Linked DNA regions of Anas platyrhynchos: region 2 is linked to region 1. A link is a contact called in public Hi-C data. All regions are on one chromosome and are shown on one strand. The core of a region is the stretch at or near the end of the contact, and the rest is flanking DNA. Distances in the headings are between cores, read along the strand shown.

Evidence for each region. Hi-C and Micro-C count contacts between places; a contact is called where the count stands out from the background.
Region 2: a Hi-C map of subcutaneous adipose tissue shows a contact between it and region 1, with 1.6 times the contacts expected there. The contact joins the enhancer-like site here to the promoter of GALNT10 in region 1. A contact is called at or near these places in 3 of 8 Hi-C or Micro-C datasets (F1 follicle, liver and subcutaneous adipose tissue).

What each region holds. Positions count from the first base shown.
Region 1 is chr14:6,886,911-6,891,364 of IASCAAS_PekinDuck_T2T, reverse strand. GALNT10 (polypeptide N-acetylgalactosaminyltransferase 10) reads right to left here and starts at 2,137. Exons shown (of 12, transcript XM_072023543.1): 1 at 1,775-2,137. The coding sequence starts at 1,966.
Region 2 is chr14:6,960,653-6,965,106 of IASCAAS_PekinDuck_T2T, reverse strand. All of the region lies in intron 7 of GALNT10 (polypeptide N-acetylgalactosaminyltransferase 10), which reads right to left. Among named protein-coding and RNA genes, the nearest start is that of SAP30L, 19 kb to the left of the region's middle. Within about 2 kb of position 1,801, at least 4 of the 8 cell types and tissues checked have an H3K27ac peak or open chromatin away from gene starts, as enhancers often do. A contact at or near this core is called in F1 follicle and subcutaneous adipose tissue, where this site is marked.

The sequences.
Region 1 (4,454 bases), core at 888-3,387:
AAAAGGATCCCTGGGCAGGTCTGGGGTCTGCTATGTAACCCCACATTACGGCAGGTACCTACTGACTTTTTCTTTTCTTCCCCTGTCAGCATGGCAAATGACCAGGACACAATCACGGTTATGCCTGGGTATACCCAAAATGCTTGAATTTGAACGTTTCTGCTGGGAAGGAAGAGCTCAACCTCAGCGCCTCATTCTTGGAGCCTCCTCGCTCTCTGAGCAGAAATTGCCACGCTAAGTTTCTCCACCTTTACGGTGCAGTCGTAATGGCAAGTCTCCGAGGAGGGGAAGATTGAGACAACTGAGAGTTTTAAGTGGTTTTGAACAAGGAGCTGAACCGATAGTTACACACTGACATTTCAGGCTTTCAAGCCCCCATCATTCGTAATGGTACGAAGCCAAAGCAAGGATGGGATAAAGCAATTACAGAGCCAAAAGTAAATGCAGCTAAACCGAGCTTACAAATGTCTAATCCGGGTGATCTGGCATTCGTGTCCCTCACGTTAAGCAGGGGGTTTGCCTGTTTCTACCCCAGAGGGACGAGCAAGGAATGCATTTTGCTGCACCACCACCAAGCAGCAGGTACCCAGCGGGCATTCCCCACCTCGATGGGAACAGCTCCGTGCTCTTCTTTCCCCAGAGGAGGATCAGGGCACAGGCATCGCCCTCACGCTCCACCCGGTGCTTTCTGCTAGCCCTTGCCACAAGGTCCGTGGGGACCCTGAAGTAACTGGTGATGCGCGTTCCCCATACCTTCCTGAGACAGGTGAGGAGAAATGGAGCAGAAGGGATGCCCTCAGGAGACACATTTACTATTCTTTCCATTGCAAGGAGGGGGCAAACTTCCCTTCTTTACTCCTCAGAGCGAAGATCCTGCTTTATTCCCTTACCAAGCCCGGCCAGAAAGGCAAGCAGACCTCTGGTCTCTGGATCCGTAAGCTGCCAAGAAAGTACTCACCGTCCACCTCCACCCCATCCCCTACTCGAGCCCCTTCTCTCCTCAGCTTACGTCAATTCAGCTGCTCCCATTTCTCACAGGAGCCGCGCTCGGCTCCCTCCCTGCAGGCAGCCTCCCTCCTGCCACTGCCTCCTGGGGGGCTGCCTCCCCCTGGGCTCAAACCACCAGATCCCTGCTGCTGTGGGGCAGCTGCTCCCCATCCCCGTGTACAGAGGGGCCAGACGAGACCCCCCAAACACTGAGATGTGGGCGGGGGTCCTCAAAAGCTCAGCCCCATCCTCCAGGCATGCACGAACACAACACACCGCAGCTGAGCTCTGGCCCCCACCCACTGCAGCCCCACACTGCTGGGCACTCCCTACACACACAGCACCCCATATACGCCCAGGACCCCCCCCCCAGCATCCCCCACAAATCCAGAATCACCCCCAAGACCCCCCCAGCACCCCCTATGCCTCCACAATCACCCCCAGGACCCCCCCAGCAGCCCCATACACACTCCAGAACCCCCCAGCACCCCCTCCAAACCCCTCACACCCTCCCAGTACCCTCCCACTTCCCCCATACACTCCCAGCACCCCCCTAACACCCCCTAAACTCCCAGTACCCCTCCAGAAGCCCCCCTCCAGTACCCCCCACAGCCCCTACCACTCTCCAAGGACCCCCCCAAGGACCCTTTACACTCCCAGTACCCCCCCAGCAGCCCTCCCCTCCACTCCCAGTACCCTCCCAGTACCCCCCCCACTCCCAGTACCCTCCCAGTACCCCTCCATTACCCCCCCCCACACCCTCCCAGTACCCCCCCCCCTCACTCACCGTCTCTTCTCCAGCCCCCACCTCCACCACCACCGCCGCCCCTTGCCCTGCAGCCCCCCCCCCGCCACCACCACCGCCGCCGTCCGGCTGCCGCTCCCGGTAGAGGGACCAGAGCCCCACGTTGGGCAAGAAGACGAGGGCGGCCAGCGCCAGCCCCACCGCCTGCAGCAGCCGCTTCTGCTTCCGCCGCATGGGAGCCGCGGGGAGAAGGAGAGCGGCGACGGCGAGGAGGAGGAGGAGGAGGAGGAGGAGGAGGGGATGAAGGCGAGCAGGGGGGCGCGGAGCCGCCCCCGCCCCGCCGGAGCCCAACTTGCCCCGCGCGCGAGCAGCGCCAACTCCGGCACTTCCGCTCCGCTCCGCGCGAGGGGGCGGGGCCTCGCCGGGACACGCCCACAAAACGCCAAAAGTGGGCGGGGCTTAGCACAAGCCACGCCCCCCCTCCCCCCTGTGCCACCCCCCCCCGCCCTCCCTGGAGGTGCCCCCAGGCAATTAGCGCCCTGCGGGGGGGTTGCGGGGTTAATTAAGCTGCCCGTGAACTGGATGGGTTGGCTCAGCATGTGTTCTTTTTTCTATTTTTTTTTCCTTTAATTCATTTTTTTAATTATTATTTTTTTTATTTTAATTAAATTTAACAGCAGCAAAATTGGGGGAATTTGGGGAATCTCCCCCAAAATGGGGGGGTGGATCTGGTCCTTATTTACGAGCCAACTTGCCCCTTTAGCTAGGAAGGTGCCCGGCTCGGCTGGTGCCAGCAGCAAGGCTGTGACACCACTGGGGCTTCCGCTAAAAATAATAATTTAAAAAAATAATAATAATAAAAAATATATTTGGTCTTTTCCAGCATAAAGAAGTTGTTATTTCGCAGAAGGGCAGCAAAGGGCTTTGAACTTCCCCAAAGTTCCCCGGGCCGCCAGGGGGCAGCTGCTGGGGGGGGAGCAGCTGGGGGGCGCAGGCTGCAGCTCCCGAGCTGCGGCACGTTCAGGCAGCTCCTGCTCCCCTTTTAATTATAAATGAGGATTTGTCGCCAGCTGATTTCCCTTCCATTGTTCCTTCCTGGGCGGAGAAGATGGTGACTCGTGAAATGCCTCTGCTCCTGCCTGGGAGGGGTCTTCCAGCATCACCAAACCACCCCTGGGCAGTGCGGAGGCTTTGGCCACTGCTGAATAATGCTTGGCCACCAAAATCCTACAAAAAAAACTACGGCGATGTTATCCCTGCTTTCTCTGTGAGCACCTAGGCTGGAAAGCTCTGCTGCCTCTGCTTTAATCCTGCAGCCATATGGACCCCGACAGCATCATCCCCAGCCCCTTCCCTGCCTCTGCCCCCTTTGAGAAGTGCTCGTGCCCCAGCAGAGGTCTGTAGGTAGGCACGCGGGACTGCGTTCTGCCCTTGGCAGAACATCCTCGTTTATATAAAGAAATGACAGCCACAAAGTTGGAGAGTTAATTAAAACAAAGCTACTGGCTGGCTTGACACATGCTTAAATGTGGGATTCTGAGCCTGCTTGCTAAATGAAATGTTTGCCTGGTGTATTGACTTCAGCGGAGTCGCACGAGCTCAAATTGGGGCAGGAATTGGCCGGTGCTGCAGGTAGATCAGTTTTGTACCTGGGAGCATCCCAAACAATCAAAGCGTCTGAAGAGCCTCGTAGCAAGGGCACCGTGGCTGCTCCTTGGTGATCACACTGGAAATGGATGCTCTGGGTTTCTCCTACCTGCTTCGTGATGGATTGAATCCCCTTGGGGTTACCAAGGAAAACCATTTATACCCATGCAGCCGCCTGTACAATAAATGGGTGGACTTCCTTGCATCGCAGCAGGAACATGGGGGGGGTCTAGAAAGACCCCCGAGAAGTGTTTGCAAGCCTGGCTTCAATCAAAGCCACGGGCAGATCTCCAGGAGCCCCAGGAAAGCTGCTGGCACCTGAGGGGCTCCTCGCTGTGCTCCATGGCACCAGGGAAACGCACTGCCGAAACACTGCCACGCTGAGGCCAGTCTCTTTGACTAAAAGCCCAGCGTTTCTCCCTCTCCTCTTTCTCCTGCAGTGTTTTAGCAGAGGCAGAGCTCTCGTTTTGGCCCGCTAGGTGTAATGCCTTGGGGATTAATTGGGTACATGCAAAATAAATGGGGATTTGCTTCTGAGACAGGAGAAAGACTGCGGATGTTAAGCCTGTAGTTGGAAAGGGAAATGGTGTACCTTGCCGAGGTGCTTTTCAAAACAAATATAGGATGAATTAATAGCAGCTCAGTCCCTGTGTGGAAGCTCTCTGCTAGCGAGCTGGGTTGCCCGGCTTGCAGCTCCTGTGCTGAGACGCTGCAGGGGAGGGCGCAGCACAGGGGCAGCGGTGCCAGGAAAGCTCAGACGGAGGACGAGGAGCTGGGTGCAGGAGGAGCTGGGCCAGCAGGGGCTGGTGGAGGGCTAGAGAAGAACACAAAGTGCTAAGGGGGGTGTACAGAGCAGGAGCTGTGGGATAAAGCCCCCGGATGGCACGGCAGCACGGGGACGAGATGGCAGAGCCCTGGGTCAGTGCTCCTCTTCTGCTCTCCTCTGGCCACAGCTCCTCAGGGCAAGGACTGATGCTGGAGAAGGGCCGGATTCTGACCTGGGGATGCCTGCAGGGGTGGGCAAAGGAAAGCAGAAGGCCCTTTACGTGCTGCAGAGAGCTGCCAGCTGTGCCAG
Region 2 (4,454 bases), core at 552-3,051, 74 kb before region 1:
ACGTGCTTCCCAGAGATACCTAATCAATAGTGAAAAGTACTCTTCGCTATTCAAGCCAAATGCTTTTCTAAATTCTTGAAGCATGACATTGAATGGCCTTCGTTTTGTCCCTAGATCTTGTGTTAATACCCCCAAGGCAGCAGTATTAAAGAAGGCCTGCTGGTGCTGCAAGCTGATGCAGAGCTCTTGAGCTCTCCATTCACTGTGGCTAATTTGAGCCACCACAGTTCACCGTACGATGAGCTTAGTCAACAGCTTCACACATAGCAGGCAATTCTATTAATATTCCACGGTGACAATATTAAATACTTAGCTCGGCAGAGAAATATTTGGCCAAGGCTGCTGCATAATTATTAGCTCTGACACTAAAGTCCTCTGGAGTTTCAGCTCTGTCTACTGGCCCTAATAATTACAGTCATTTGCTGACTGTGTATAACTTAATGGAGGCTGGTTGCTCTCAGTTAGTGGAATATTTTTCACAGACAACTTCTAAAGTTCAAGGTACTTAATTACATGCCGTTACGGCGAGAGAGAGACAAGAAGAAAGTTGACAAACACTCCTACAGAATTTCATTCCTTTTGTCCCTGCTGTGTCTTAAGAGTCTGGTGCAGAAGAGATGAATATAAAAAAAGAAACTTGCACTCGGCTTCTGTGAAGTTTCTTGTTGAATTAGAAATGCTTCCTATTCTCTGTCTGCTGCGCTTTTTACTACAGAGAGCCACGATGTGATTTCACCACTAGGAAATTAACAGGTAGACCAAGAAAAGAATAGTTTAAGATGTTTTTTTTTTTTGTTTGTTTGTTTCTACGACAGAGGGTTTGTACAAAGCTGTAAGAGCTGCAACAGATCTGTCCAGAACCTGGGAACTATAAAAAAAAACCTGCAGGAACAGCTGAGAAGCCTAGAGCTCAGTTGCACAGGCAGAAACACCCCTCACCAACCTGTATTTTCACATCGTACACTGCACCAGCACCAAGTAAGCCCCGTTGGTTCACAACCAGCTGTGTTTTAGGGTAAAGCAACCCTGAACGAAAACACCAGCTTGTTAGCCCTGCTGCCTGCCCAAACGTTGTATGGCACACCGGGATGAAGGGGTACGGGAGGCTAGACAGAGCGATGAGATGTGGGGCCAAGAGCTCCTTGCTGGTACAAAAAGACTCCAGGCCCACAGGAGGACACTACATAAACCCATGTAATGACATGATAAGAAAAGCCACTCAACTGACTTACTGCATAAGTGAAATTTACGATCAGTTTTACATGCTCCTTTCCTAATCATGCCTTACAATATTTACTCCCCAGTGATGCTGCAACACCGCTGTGTGAAGCCAGCAGAAGGCTTCTTAATTCCTGCTAGCAGACACCTCCACGACCCTTTCCAGGTACTTTGCCAACTCAGTGCTTTTTTAATATTGTCTCATGCTGCAAGTGACAGTGTGGCACTCGCAGTACAAATCTAATTTTAAAAGCACGCTTTCCATTCATTCATTGCTGCTTTGATTTATTTTATTAGCGAGCTTCTTTGTGCAGTGACAGAACTCATTACAACCTCCATAAAGACAATTACCAGCCCTTATCTATAAAACTGGAAGAAAGGAGAGAGGGGAAGAGTGTGACGTGTATCAGTAAAACACAGCTAGCAAAAGCATTAGAAAGTTAAAGGTCAGGGGAATCACATTCGAGGGCCTGTCAAGGAATAACTGCTAGCGAAGCAAACCCGAAATAGCTGCGCGTTAGCTGAGAGAACACTTCCACTCGGCTGGCAATATTTGGTTGTTTTTAAACAAGGCCACAGTTCACAGGCATGACACATCAGAACTTACACTGCTAAAAATACAGCGCTGCCAAACAGCTGAAGCGGCGCTGCTCTGGGGGGAGCTCCTGGTGCCTCTGCTCTAACACTGCCTGCCACTTACTGCATCCTCCTTAGGCCAGGGAGCCAGTTGCTTTTTTTTTTCCTTTTTTTTTTCTTTTATTTTTTTTTTTGGTTGCTGTTTTATAGAAGGGTGAGCTGGTGCCTAACCTCACTAGCTGACATGACAGCAAACATCAGAGCCTGAACTTGATGCGCTTAATTCCAAACAACAATTTACTGGAACGCTGCAAGAACAAGAATTAAAGCTGGTCCGGCAGGCTGGGCTTTACAAAATGATCTAATCAGATCTCATTAGGAGAGAGCAGGAAATCTCTCTTCCTCCCCAGGCACAATTTCACCAATCTACATTTTGAGATAGGAACCTAGCAGCTGACAGATCTGCTGGAATTAACCGAAAACCTGGCTACAGTGAGGTCAGCGGGAATACTGCAGCAGATTTCTCTATGGCTACAATCTCTCCCTAATCATTAAAGCATATACAGAAGTAAGTAACACAGGTGGTATTATTTCAGTCTTCTCAGTGGCCTGGAGAGCCATAACTCCATATTCATAAAGTGACTCAAGAGCCTTTGACTTAGCTATGAAAGCAGAAGATAACACGGCACCTATTCTCTACATGGGAATGTTATTCTGATCCAATTCCCGTTCTGCCATTTCAGAAAACAATGACACGTAAGACAGCTAAACCTCTCCTCTCAAACACACAATACAATACCACGATTGGTGTGTGAACACAAATTATCTGGGTGTACAAGGTTTATGGTTTCCAGAGACTGCAGCACGATGAGCCAATGCTTCCCAAGACAGGAAGAAAAAAAAAACACAAAAGCACACACACACAAAAGAGTGAGTCAAGCCTTGAAAAGAAAGCTGCTTCTGCGAGGCACAACAAATATAAAGCGCATGGGGTGGATCAATGGAGAGAAGCTGGCTGGGTGTCTGAGCATACACTGAAAGGTGGGAAGAAAAGGACACGGAGGAGAAGCCAAGGGGGTTCTCTGCGTAACGAGGTAAGTGAGAGGATGAAAGCAAGGGCAAACAGTAATTCAGGAAAATTGTAATTCTTTGCATTGTAAGCATCAGCTGCCATTACAGCTGGGACTTACGGTTCTATAAAAGATTGAGGTGACTAAAGAGGCGTTGGGATCTGTGTGTTTGCACAATACACACCAGCACGGCTCCTCCTTATCGTCTGGAGCATTTTCCAATAATTGCACAACGATAGCACTTTCCAATAATTGCATTTCACAGGGGGACAGGGGTGTGTGCATGCCCATTTTCCTGCTGGTGCTTGGTGGAAGGCTACTCTGAAATCTGACCTAAGCACTTAGGGTGAACAGAGAGCAAAAATTCTAGTTGACAGTCTGAAACTGATCTCTGCATCAATAGGATAGGAAGGGAGAAAGAAGCCACCCTTCACTGAAGCTGAGAGCCTTAGAGTTAAGCAGGATGTGCTGCTTAAAAAAAGAAAAAGCAAAATGCCAGGCCTGTTTCAGTGTGGGCAAACGTGAGCTGCTGAGAAGCAGCGCCAGTATGTGCCTGGAATAAGCAGCAAAGGCCCCAGTCAGCACTAACTTCAGTGACACAACCAGAAACGTTGTCAGAAGAGACCACTGAACACAGAAACTAGGGCTGTAGAGTTAGGGGCAGCAGAAAGGAAATGTAGCCAGTGCTGCACAGAAACACTTGTGCATGCTTTTTTATCCTTTCTTCAAAATCCAAGAGTGCACTAAAAGGTTAGTATTTGTTAATCCACTGAGATGAAGGAAAATGGTTCTCACACCACACAGACCTGCAGAGCACTTTGCCTGGAGCATCCTGCATGTAAGGCTTACAAAAGGATGCGGCTCGTTCGAATAGGTGTAATGCCAGCAACTAAAATTCAAGACTGAAATCTTCGGTTTCACCTGAACATGACCTGACACAGGAAGACCTTTAGAAGAATTGGTTTGATACACCGAGCTATTCTGCATATACACAAGTCAAAAGAGCACACATTTTTGTCCTAAATGGATAGACTGACTGTCATTTCTAATCTACAAATTCCTGTTTTAAGGGATCGAGATTGCTAGCCAGTATTTAGGGTTAGGACCCAAGTTAGGAAGTTTGTTTCTAATTTAACATTTGCCTGAATTATTTTTGTCCCCACTGTATGCTGTGTTTTCTAGTGAAGCTTTGTGTACACGTTTCATCCAAGAAACAAGGCTTTTATTAATGGAATTTGATCCATCCCCTGGTTAAATGTTTCCTGAGGTGCTAAAGACTGATGGTTTCTCTGCTGGCTTGCTCTCAGCCTGAACGTTCCTTCAATGCATGCAGCAGAGCTAGCTGATGGCAGAAATACATAGGATCTCAGAACAGAAAGGCATGAGACTCCTAAATAAACTTGTTTATTTGCAGTCTCTCAGGCACAGAGTTCTGGATTTTAAAATAAAGGGAAAAAACTGCAAAGTACAGTCCATACATGGCTGAAAAAAAAGAATGTGTTTGAGGGGGAAAAAAAATCTCCTCCTGGTGAGGCTTGAGAAAGCCCGAGCTGATGCAGTGGTTGAAAGACCATCAGTATAAACCAGTAC